Linked DNA regions of Mus musculus: region 2 is linked to region 1. Evidence: chromatin contacts called from public Micro-C data. All regions are on one chromosome and are shown on one strand. The core of a region is the stretch at or near the end of the contact, and the rest is flanking DNA. Distances in the headings are between cores, read along the strand shown.

What was found. A called contact is a pair of places that touch in the nucleus more often than the background predicts.
Region 2: a contact with region 1 is called in a Micro-C map of the G1E-ER4 cell line, with 5 times the contacts expected there. A contact is called at or near these places in 2 of 484 Hi-C or Micro-C datasets (both in the G1E-ER4 cell line) and 1 of 130 datasets of targeted methods (the G1E-ER4 cell line).

What each region holds. Positions count from the first base shown.
Region 1 is chr19:31,334,901-31,341,055 of GRCm38.p6, forward strand. All of the region lies in intron 2 of Prkg1 (protein kinase, cGMP-dependent, type I), which reads right to left. Among named protein-coding and RNA genes, the nearest start is that of 8430431K14Rik, 120 kb to the left of the region's middle.
Region 2 is chr19:31,777,273-31,783,427 of GRCm38.p6, forward strand. No RefSeq gene overlaps it. Among named protein-coding and RNA genes, the nearest start is that of A1cf, 88 kb to the right of the region's middle.

The DNA of each region.
Region 1 (6,155 bases), core at 1,036-3,535:
GAAACTGGGAGTCCAAATAGGCCTTTCCTCCCTGTGAATACTTTTCTCAGGTATTTTCCCCCATAGGAATAAAGAGCTGACTAATGAAAATGTGTAAATTAAGTTAATTACATCAAAATTATTATATTTGACTATATGATTGGAATTTTAACCTCCCTTCTTTCTTCTCATTCTTTTCTGGGGTCCCAACTCTGTTTAGTAGTTGGTATAGGCTTCAAAGTACCCTGAAGTCTGAAAGTGTTCAAGATCCACTCATTTGATCTTCATTTTAATTCTCTTCTTCAGGAAGAGTGATCTGTATCTATTTTAATGTTCACCGACTCTTCCTTCTGCCATCTTGAATCTACTCCCGAGATATTTTTTAGTGAAAACATCATGATATAATTCAAATACAGTAATTCTTATTTCTTTTGATAACTTCACGTTTCTTTTATAGTTTATATTTGACAAGTTATTGCTGCCATCTTTATTGTGGTGCTTTTAACATTTGTTTTCTTTTAATTATTTGATTATGTTTTGCCATCATGCTAGGCTGGCTTCAAACTCAACATTTGCCTAGCTTTCTCTCCCAAGTGTTAGATACCATGCCTACACTACCACAGATGGTCTACTGTTTTATTTAGACTCTTTTGTTAAGTCTTACTTACATCGAGGATGCTTAGAAAGAGTTCTATCAACATTTAACTTTTCCTCCTCCATGTGGATCATACATTTTTTTCCCTTACACGTGTCATGACCTTTCTTTGGATCCATGAAGGGTGGCAATGTTAAATCATGTAACAAGAGTCAGTCCTGATTTTCAGTGAAGAAACTGCATTTGTATGTTCTGTTGTTGACTATGATTTCTTTGGTGGCTTTCTTTGGTTAATTTAGTGATTTCTTCCTTAAAATATAAATGGTTCTATTTAGTCTTTACAAAATTCAATTTACCTTTTTACTCATTGTTGCTATGTAAGAATAGTCTAATGGTCAAGTAATTGATCAGGATTTATAGCCAAACATGATAGGCTATGAAGCTTGCACCTTCTGCAGAGACTCTCTTTAGGGCTAGGAAACATATTCAAAGTCCAGGCAGTTTACATTTCTCCCAACCTTAACAAATATTCTAGATGCTGTTGTGTATCTTTTCCATTTGGTATATAGATTCATGCTCAGCCAGGATGCATGGATAACAGAGACTCTCTATAGCTTCTACCTATATGTGTAAATTTGTATATGTATACAGACTTTAGTCCTACAGGGATATATGAGACTTTACCCAAGGCACACCCTAGAGCTGTCTTGCTCACTAGATTTCCCTGTTAGTAATTTTGGCCAATCTGCCATTCCTTTGGTCGTTGTAGCCAGGACCACAATGCCAAGATAGCTGCAGTGTTAGCTTTGTTTGTCACCAAGATTGATGTTCTGTCTGAAAATGTTCTGAGGCAAAGGGAGTTTTGCACTTCGTTTTTCAAATCAAATCAGGCCTCTCTAGCAACTAGATCCTGGCTTTCATGGTATGCTGTGTCCCCATGGAATTAATCCCCTTATAGTATCTGGAAAAGATGAGACCAACACAGGGATACATGCTACAGGGTCCTGCTGCTGCAACTGAAGGGTCAGTACTTTTAATAAAAGCCTCTCAAACTGTCATCTACCGTTAGGCAATTTCCAGATTCTCAATGTGGTAGTTCAGCCAAATATCTGGGCTCCTGCCAACCATGACAGACTTTGGAATAGAGCACTTGTTAAGTTCCTCACTCTCTATCCTAGAAATCTCGGTATCTCTTTTAAAAATACTTTCATCAGGAATTAGTGACACCATTAATATATTCAGCTTTCTAAGGAGCTAAACTTTTGCATCAAAATGAGCTGCTGGATCTAGGGATACGATGGACTCTTGGGGATTTCTTCAGGCTGACAGGAGTGAAGATGCTCTAAAAATTGCCCCAGTTAATGAGAATCTTCTACAAGTTTCAAAAAAGTAGGGAACAAAAGTGTGAATTTAAGCACTTTAAGGGTGCATGGGAAATGGAAGGCTATTCAAATTTAGTTCCAGCATCCATTTTCAATTTACTGACCCCTCCTATGGTGCAGGTGTCCTTAGTGGCTGTCTCTGCATCTACTGGGCTCTGCCTACCCACCGATGGAACTCTCCTCATCTTCAGTCTCCTCCACAGACTCCACCAACTCATAAATCCACTCACTCACCATCTATTTACTGTTTTCTCTTTATGCCTGTCTAACTCTTTCCCACCTGGTATCTGAGACATTCTTCGCACTGCTCACTCCGGCTCCTCAGGAAGGAGGGAATGATTAAGTCTCCTGTATGACAGCATTCTTTAAAATTTAATGTGCATATCAATCACCCCAGAATCTTTGTAAAATGAAAACTTTTGAGGCTGAAAGTCTGGGGGTAGATAGGAAGTCTCACAGGTGGCACTGATAACGCTCGGGGCGGGGGGGGGGGGGGGGGGCGGAGGGCGGGGAGACTCATACTTTTGGTAGCAAAGTGTTTACTCAACACCTAGAAGAGAATTTAGCATTTGCTACTGGTGCCCTTCCGGTTTCACGCTGCCGTTGGGTGCAGGGTTTTGCATTATAGTGGAGTGGTAGTTTGAGCCACAGGGCTCTATGGTATATAATGTGGCAATTTCTGCTTTAAGACAACCTCAGAGGGAACACCAGTGGTGGCAACAACTCTAAGCAGTGTGTCTGGAAGAATTGGAATGATTTTATTTTTGTTTACACTAAATGGCAAGTTTTTGGTTTTGCTGTTCTCCACATCTCCCCAAATAGCAGGATTTCCTGAGGAAGACTGTGGGCTATGTGGTATGTGGTTACCTTTCAGATAGATACATTACACATAGCTGTATGTTCACATTCTCTCTCTCTCTCTCTCTCTCTCTCTCTCTCTCTCTCTCTCCCCCAAACTCTCATTTCCATTTGCTTTTATTTTGCATCTTAACTTCCTATGAAAAAATTATAGATCAACAAATCCATTTATTCCTCGTTATAATATTATAATAACCATAGAGAAACACACAAGAATATCTTGAAATCCATAGCGCCTAACGATGAAACAGGAACACAGATGCACGTGAGCCAAGTGAGGTTTCACTCATGGCCAACGAACCAGAGAACAACCACAAGTTGAAGCAAGACAGGAAGAGATTAGTAAGAGTAACAGGAAATAGAGAACAGGGGAAGAAGGAGCTCAGGGGCTGACCTTCTAGAGGCTTCTTCACTCTTGTCTGCCGCCTGTTTTCCACCTTGCATTTTAATACTTACTTAGAATAAGAAAATACAAAATAAATCTCCTGACAGAGGATGATTAAGGTAGATAATACACACACACACATATGACGCCTTTCTTATTTGCATGGGCATTCATACCGGCATATTTGTCTTTTAGGAATGGAAATGGATTTGCGACCTCACCTCTATTTTGTCTATTTAATTGGTAATCAGATCTCTATGTTTTTTTAAGCTAATTAAATCAACTCCCTTGTATAATATTCGACACATACTCTCATGTCTATTCCTCTATCCATCTGAATGTCTGTCACTATGGTTCCTAATGACCTTTCATCTTTCAAATTGATTAGCTTCATAAGGACAGTCAATGATAGTCCACACATTGTACCACTGTGCAGAGAACAGAGCTTATTGTTATTCACCTGCACGTCCCTGGAGTCTAGTGTGGGGCTCAGCAACACACCTCACATAGCTGTGCGGCTCTGGCTCCTCAGCCTTTCATTCATTAATAAACAAAGAGCCTAGCCAAGATGATTCCCAGCTTTCTTTCCCATCCTCATTACCTTTAAAAGGAGGATTTATCTCGAAGGTTGAAGTAAATTGAGAATCATCCATTGAATCACTACCCACAAACACATCCAGCTGAAGTGACATTTTCCGTTGGCTTAGGGATGCAAGACTAGTCCACATGGTAAGCATTTCCTTTGAAACTTCAAAGCCAGAGAAGCACACACCCTGGCTATGTCCCTTGATCAGCAGGTATAAGGCTGGCATGTTTTCTTTTGAATCCAGGAAGTATTGGGAACCACACTGGGCCTGGCAGAGGCTGAAACTAGCTCAGGCCTGGTTGTAATCATTTACAGCTGCTTCCCAGTCTGTTGTCATCCTATCAGATTCTAATGAACCTCAAGCTAGGCCTACCTGCTGTGACTTCTGAAAGGGGTGGAGGCAGCAGGCTCTCTATTAGATCAGCCTCTGAGTTAGTAAATGGAAATATTGTTGCTGAAGTGCACCTATCACTTACCTAACAGTAACAACTAAGGCAAACCTCTCCCACCATGTCAACTGGCTTGATTACAGGGCACCATCGATCTCATTGAGATAGCTACAAAAGGCACCAGACAGCAGGGCTGTATTTTATTATTATTATTTTTTTTTTTTTTTGCGTATAACTTTGATTACAATAGTCTTAGGCTTGAGTGTAAGTTTTGTTTGTTTGTCTTTGTTTCTTTCCAAACTGGAGCAATTTAATTCAACACCATCTATAAGGGCAAAAATTAAAAAATATCTGAGTTTCAGGATACTTAAGAAAGTTGGGGAGCAGGGGGAGGGGATAGGGGATTTTCGGAGGGGAAACTAGGAAAGGGGATAACATTTGAAATGTAAATAAGGAAAATATCTAATAAAATTAAAATAAAAAAGAAATTAATATAATAAATCAAAGGAAAATGTCTAAACTTTCAGATGTAACCATAAATCCTCACACAATTACGGTAGTTAAACACCAAAGAAATTAACACCTATAAGATAGTTTTTCACAAATGCAAGAAGCACAGCATCTTAAAAATATATGGCATACAGCAGGTACCAGACAAAATGTTGATGAGAGAAAGAGAAAGGAGATGTAGAAGGAGGAAGAGAAGAGGAAAGAGAGGAAAGAAGGAAGGGAGGAGAGGAGGGAGGGGAGGGAGGGGAGGAAGGGGAGGGAGGGGAGGGAGGGAAGGAAGGAGGCAGCGAAGTCTGTTCAGTTATTTTAGAATATTAAAGAACTGACCATAATATAAAAGAATCACTTAAAAAATATAAGTAGAATATTAATCAACAAGGAATTCATTTTAAGTTGAATCTAATTCATTTTAAACTATCTGTCTGTTTATCTATCTATCTAACAGAAAAGAGGAAATGTTAAAAAGGAAATTAATCTTTGATTTTGTTGGAGGTATTTGTTTGCCACTGTGACTAGACTACTGAATGGGACTGGAGGAGGAGGAGGAAGAGGAAGGAGAAGGGAGAGGAGAAGGAGGAGGATGAGAAGACAGAGGAGGAGGGAGAGGAGGAGAAAGAAGAGAAGAAGGATATGGTGGTGGTAGTGGTGAAGGTGTCCTGTAAGATAGTGGCTCAGTCTGTAAAGGTAGGTGATTGCCACCAATCCTGAGGACCTGAGTTCAATACCCAGGACTCTCATGGTAGAACAAAAGAACCAACTCCCATAAACTGTCCTTGAATCTCCATACATGTGTCATGGCAGGTACACTCCCTGGCACACATTAAATAAATAAATAAATAAATAAATAAATAAATAAATAAATGTAAACTTTTAAATAAAGAGAAAAATATGCATCCGAAAGCCCATTTGAAATCAAAACACAGTGATGTGTCTGGTGAAACATGGATTTTTAAAAATCAGTTATTATTGTCAGTAAGATCTTCTTGATGCCTGTTTGTCCAACAATTCTTTTCACGTAAACATTTTGTGGATAATGACAAAGAGCATTCCTGTACCCAGTAAATGCAACCCTGAATCTAATGAACACCATGTTTCAAAGTGGCCATGCTACAAGGTAGTTTCATGTTACAAGTGAAATTACTTTAACATAGATAGGTATATTAGAATTGTAGTGCCATACATAGTTGCCTCTTCTTTAACAAAAGTTCTTTGGAAAATGTTATAAAGAAATAGTCAATCATGAATTAGACAAAGATAATAAAATACATGTGTGAAGATGTGTCATGCGTCTATCAATCTCCATGTCTGTGCATAAATAAAATGAGCAATGTTCTGGAGGCTGAAATGAAACTAAGCTTCTCTGTGGATGAGGCATAGCTACAGGACTTCATCAGGAGCTTGCCCCTCTGTCCTCAGGCTCTTCAACAGGAGGAGGCAGACTCTATTCCTTCTAAGGTATGGAGGCCTCAAA
Region 2 (6,155 bases), core at 2,704-5,203, 440 kb after region 1:
AATGCCCTAGACAACCTACAGGCCAATCCAATTCAGGCACTTCCTCAGCTGAGACTCCTCTTCCCAGGTATGTCAAGTTGACAATATGACTAACCAGGAAAACATCCTTTAAAGATTCATCTTACACAGGATTTTCAGTTTTTTTTTTAATCTTAACATGACTGTTGTAGAAGTGCTACACATTCAGTATATAATTTGACTTTTCTCTTTTAAATAAATTCATTTGCTTTAAGTCAAAATAAATACTGACCTCCATAGAGACTTGATTAAGATTTCAACTTATAGTCCTCAAAGAAAAAGAAGAGTTTAGCCAGTCGTTTAGTACATTTGGTAATGTATTTTCAGATTTAATGACATAGCTTAATGGACGGTGCTTAAAAGTTTTGATTTATTTAGTAGTGAGTAAAATTATACGACTTCTCTGAAAACTAGAGTTTATATCGCATTTGCAACCAATTCCAGTTGAAGTAAAATATAGAATCAATTACAGAGATGTTTATGATGGGAAATCTAACATTAGTGAGTTTTTAGTTTTATTACAATAGATGTCTTGACTTTTAAAATAAAGTAACTTCCTGTTCTCATTATTAAATAATATTACAACATTGGTATAATCCTATGTCATTAATCAATTCTGTTAATAAATACATATAACATCCTTAGTGCTCCCTAAATGTATCACAACTCAGCTATTATAATATAGAGGAGATCCGTGTCTTCCTTGAGTTTCCATTTCTTCATGTAAGAAGGAATGGAAGTAGTACCTTTATTATTCAGCCATTATGAAAATTAAATTTTAGGAGTAATGATAATATCAAAGTAGTTATTGAACATGATATTTAATTGAAGTAACATTGAATTTTTCCATATATTTTCTTTTTTAAAATTTTTTATTAGGTATTTTCTTCATTTACATTTCCAATGCTATCCCAAAAGTCCCCCATACCCTCCCCCCCACTCCCCTACCCACCCACTCCCACTTCTTGGCCTTGGCGTTCCCCTGTACTGAGGCATATAAAGTTTGCAAGACCAATGGGCCTCTCTTTCCAATGATGGCCGACAAGGCCATCTTCTGATATATATGCTCTGAGGGGTACTGGTTAGTTCATATTGTTGTTCCACCTATAGGGTTGCAGACCCCTTTAGCTCCTTGGGTACTTTCTCTAGCTCCTCCATTGGGGGCCCTGTGATCCATCCAATAGCTGACTGTGAGCATCCACTTCTGTGTTTGCTAGGCCCTGGCATAGTCTCACAAGAGACAGCTATATCTGGGTCCTTTCAGCAAAATCTTGCTAGTGTATGCAATGGTCCATATATTTTCTAAGTGGATTTTTTCACTTTCTCCTCTTCCACCTTTCTCCTTGTCCTCTTCCTTCCTTCTCTTCCTCCTCTTCTCTTCTTCTTCCTCTTCCTCTTTCTCCTCCCCCTCCTCCTCCTCTGCCTTCTCCCCCTTCTTCCTTCCTTTTCCTCCTCTTCTTCCTCCTCCTCCTCAAGTAGTATCTCCTCTGATCAGGGAATCACCGTACAAGTCAGGCCAGACTTAAATTGTTTCAGACTCTCATCTTAGCCTCCCAAGTACTGAGGTAATAAGTGTATGCTACCATGCCCACTCAGCTTCTAAGTAGAATTATCATAGTAAGCCTTTTCAGGAACATTGCATGCACATAGGCATACTCTTTTACAACCATACACTACCATTTTAGAAATGTGTCCCTGTGATCAATTATAAAATATCTAGTATAACTTCTTTCTCATGGCCATGCTTTGGAAAAATTTTCCCTGATGCTGACTATGGTCAATGAAACATTAGCAAATGTGAAAGAGCTGAGCTTTTAAAAATGTTCACGTATCTGAGACCCAATCATTTTTCACTGCCATAAAGAAACTGTGATCACTCTGTAGGGCACCAGGCCATGGTGGCCTGTGGGATGATAAGTGGGACATGACCCAGTTATCTCTGTTGTCTTTGCCAACAGGCAGCCAGCCACCAGACATGAGAGTGAGATCACCAGCCCCTCGGTGGCTGAAAATATGTGCGTGAACCCCGTCTATGCCACTGGGAACTAAGATACAGGCCAGGAAATCTGAGCTCAAGTTGATGACCCACAGAATTATAAACATAATGGCTGTTGTTTTAAGCCATTTGGTTTGGGAGTGGTTTGTTATACAGCAGAAACTAATTGGCCATGTCCCCAGAGGCTGAATATTCATAATTTAAAATACAGCCAATGTTTTAAGTTGCTATGCCTAAGTAAAATACTAGTTTACTCATACGATATTATCATATATGATATGTCATATAAGAGCATTAAATAACTGATACAACTAATAAATTGAAGCCATTCCTATTTTGTTTCATCCCATAATGAACACTGGACAATAATATTGATGTATGAAGATAGAAGCCTCCAGAGAAAGAGTAACTCAAAAGCTTTTCCTTTTGTGTTTCAACTGGACAGTAGAGAATTTTTTTGTAGTATACACATTTATTCATTTATATACTTTTAAATTTAAGATGGGGTCTGTTTGATGTATCCCACTCTTGCCTCAAACTCAAACTCACTGTGTAGCTAATGATGACCTCAAATTTTTGACCCTTCTGCCACTGAATGCTGATATTACAGACTTGTGCCACCATGCCCAACTTTGTATGGTGCTTGGAACAAAAAGAAAGGCCTCATACCTGCAAGGCAAGCACAGTACCAGTGTAGCTATATCGCTGGTCCTCTGTACTATGTTTAAATATTCTAAATTCATCAGTAATTTTGATAATGGGAAGCAAGTACAGGCATGCCTTGTTGTGACAAACTTAATAATAAATTAGATTGACACTTGGAATATTTGCATCATAAAAGGTACACATTATTTACTTTGCATTGCTCATCTCTTTGCAGAGCTCAAAGCTACTTTCATTTCTTGACAACATTTAAACAATTGTCGTTCAAACCATGAAGCTGATATGTAAATACAGTGATGCATAATTTTCCTTCCTGAGAATATAGCCTGTTTTTAAGAGAGTAGCTAAAGATGTTCAAAAACCAACATACTTTCTTTCCCTTCCTTCCCTCTTCCTGTGTAACTCTACATGAACAGCAAGACAGGCCACTGAGAAAAGCAGTAGTTATCACAAGAACTAACAGCCAACAAGAAGGCTTATGACAAAGACTGCTGGCTGCGGTTTGTTCTCTCAGACCACACTATCTGGGGAGATATGGTATATGCAATGCAGTGGTCAGAACCTGAGCAGGAAAATGAATGTAGAATATGAGAGAGAGAGAGAGAGAGAGAGAGAGAGAGAGAGAGAGAGAGAGAGAGAGAGAGAGAGAGGGAGAGAGGGAGAGAGGGAGAGAGAGAGAGAGTTGCTCTAAAGAGATCCCTGTCCTAACACACCCAGTAGTCTATTATTTTTCTTCTTTTACTATTATAAGCATCTTGAGGAAAGTTCTTATGGTAGACCATTTGCAGAAGGTTCCATAATTATTCCCTTCCCATATCCATGCTTCATTGCCCTTTCCCATTGGCTTGGACAGAGCCATAGAAGCAAATGTGATACATGTGATATAAGCTGTGACTTGTGCGTCTGAGGCTTGACTTCTACATGTGAAACTCTTGTGTTCTCTCAAACTTCTAAAACATACCTTTAATATATCTTTCATAATTCTTCAGTGTTTGTTGTATGCTAGATATTTGCTAGCAATAAATGTAAATTGGGTTATCAAATTTAACTTTATAATCATCCTAAGAGAGGTGGCGTCTCCATTTCACAGACTTAGGAAGTGAATCTTTAGGAGGAGCTGTAACTTTCTCCAGGGTATTCTTTAGCTAGGTTAGGGAGTCAGTTTTTGAAGCCCAGACCTCTGTGACTGCAATAGCAATGTTCTTACCCATCAAGTACTGCACCTCCCACGTGTTCTTTCCTGTGTGTGTACAACGTTAGTGAAGGCAACAGGCTTAGAAACAGATCTGCTTATCAGCATCATAGCAGTCTGGTCTTGGGCAACTTGTTTATCCTCATTGGACTTCTGTAACACAGTTGGCTTTCAGGCTGCCAGAGAGATAAGGATGGCTTCTCAAAATAGTATAGTTAGATCAGGGTTTAACCAACTGATTATTCACAAAGGATGGACTTAGTGCAAGGGGGAGAGAGATAAGGATGGCTTCTCAAAATAGTATAGCTAGATCAGGGTTTAACCAACTGATTATTCACAAAGGATGGACTTAGTGCAAGGGAGACAGCACACACAGTGATAGACACTGAGCCCACAAAAGCCCACTATTACCACCCCTTAAGTGATGGGGATAGTAGGGAACTTAAGAGGGTCCTAGTCTAGACCAAGCAAAGCACAATGAAGGGTTGGGAAAGGCTTTACTCAGTTCCCATCCCTGTATATTTTCTCACCCTGATCTCCGGTTAGGTATGGCCAACAGGCAAACCTTCATAAGCCATAGGGAAGGAAGCCCTCTTGACAATTCTTGTGAGTCAGCCTACCGAGGCTGATGGTGGCTGATAAAAGGTTGAGAATGGAAGTAGAGAAGCAAATGTGTGATAGGTCACGTGCTGGAACAGCCATCTCTGCTTGCAGAATTTCACTAATGGTTCAACAAGCCAGTGAATGTCTTCAAATAATCTCCCATCAGTAAGTATTAAATACTATTATTTTAAGTAATTACCATTGTGTCCCAAGAATGGGGAATATGAATTGTACCCTAAGGGCAGTTAGCATCTAGCCATGCTCAGATGTCAAATGAGGAGAGCTCTCGGCAGGGAGCATAGCTCTAACTAAAGCTGAGGTTCACTCCAGTCTAGAAGAGCCTAGTCAACCGGGGCAAATGAGAGGTTTTGGTTGTTAAAGTAGATCCTCGGGTCTTGTCGACAAGCCATCATTCTAATGCGGGGAAAGTATCAGGTCCACAAAGGATTCATCAGTAACAAAACCTCTGTAGTCCAAAGGTGTGGACGGAATGGACTATGGTATTTTCCAGGGCAGCTCATCTCCTGCTTCAGTCCTCAAGGGCTTTGGGTTGGTCCATTCAAGAGTTGATGGCTCCATGATTCCATGATTGAGAGCACCTGTTGCTCTTGTAGAAGACCAGAGTTTGGTTCCCAGAACTCACACAATGGCTCACGACAATCAATAACTTTACTTCTAGGTGATCTCACAAACTCTTCTGACCTTTGCATGCACCAGGCATGCGCACGGTACACATAAACACATGCAAGCAAAACACTCAAGCACGTGAATACATCTAAAAACATTTTCAAATTGAATTCTGGTCTGAGTCTTATATGTTAAAGCCTGGGAAGGTGTAAGAAAAAAAAAAAAGAACAAAGCCTTGGAGGTGCTGAAGGCTCAAGAGCAACTAAAAGTGGCCAGAAGGAAGTTTTTCAGTCAGCAAGCCAGAGGCATAAGATTTATGGGAACTAAATAGTCACAAGGCATGGTTGTCATGAGGGCCTGAGAATCAAGATGGGCAGTGGAGAACTTCTAGGTTTTTCACTTCCAGGGGAGGTGAAGGTTGGTGTTCCAGCTTTGACAAGAAGGCCAAATTATCGATTATTCAGCCTTTTGTCCTTTTAACTGGATGAGGCCCACTTATATACTGGAGGGCAAGTTGGTTTACTTAGCCTAGAACTCAAGTGTTAATCTCAGCACACATGCACAGACATACACATACACACACACACACACACACACACACACACATAATATCTCACCACAAGTCTAGTGCCCCTTGATCCATATATGTTGGCATGTAGCTTTTGTATCATGATGGGCCCACCAATCAGACTAGGATGCCTGGCCAATAAGCTCCCAGAATCTTTCAAAGATGCCTCATTCAGGCTATCAGATCACCTGCCCCCATAGCTATAACTGAGACAAGCATTTGAGTGTGTCTTTAGGGCTTGCTACCTGCTCACTACTCTGCCTTTGATTTTTTTTTGGGGGGGGGGGCATTTTCTGTCATCTAAGCAGTTGTTTGTCTCTTGAGTTAAAGCAGATAAGAGATGAAACTTTAACAACTATCAGTTTGTGTTTGGAATCCATTCTGTCTCTGCCACTCTCTGTCTCTGTCTCTTTTGCTCTCATACATTCTCTCTCTCTCTCTCTCTCTCTCTCTCTCACACACACACACACACACACACACGCAGGTAC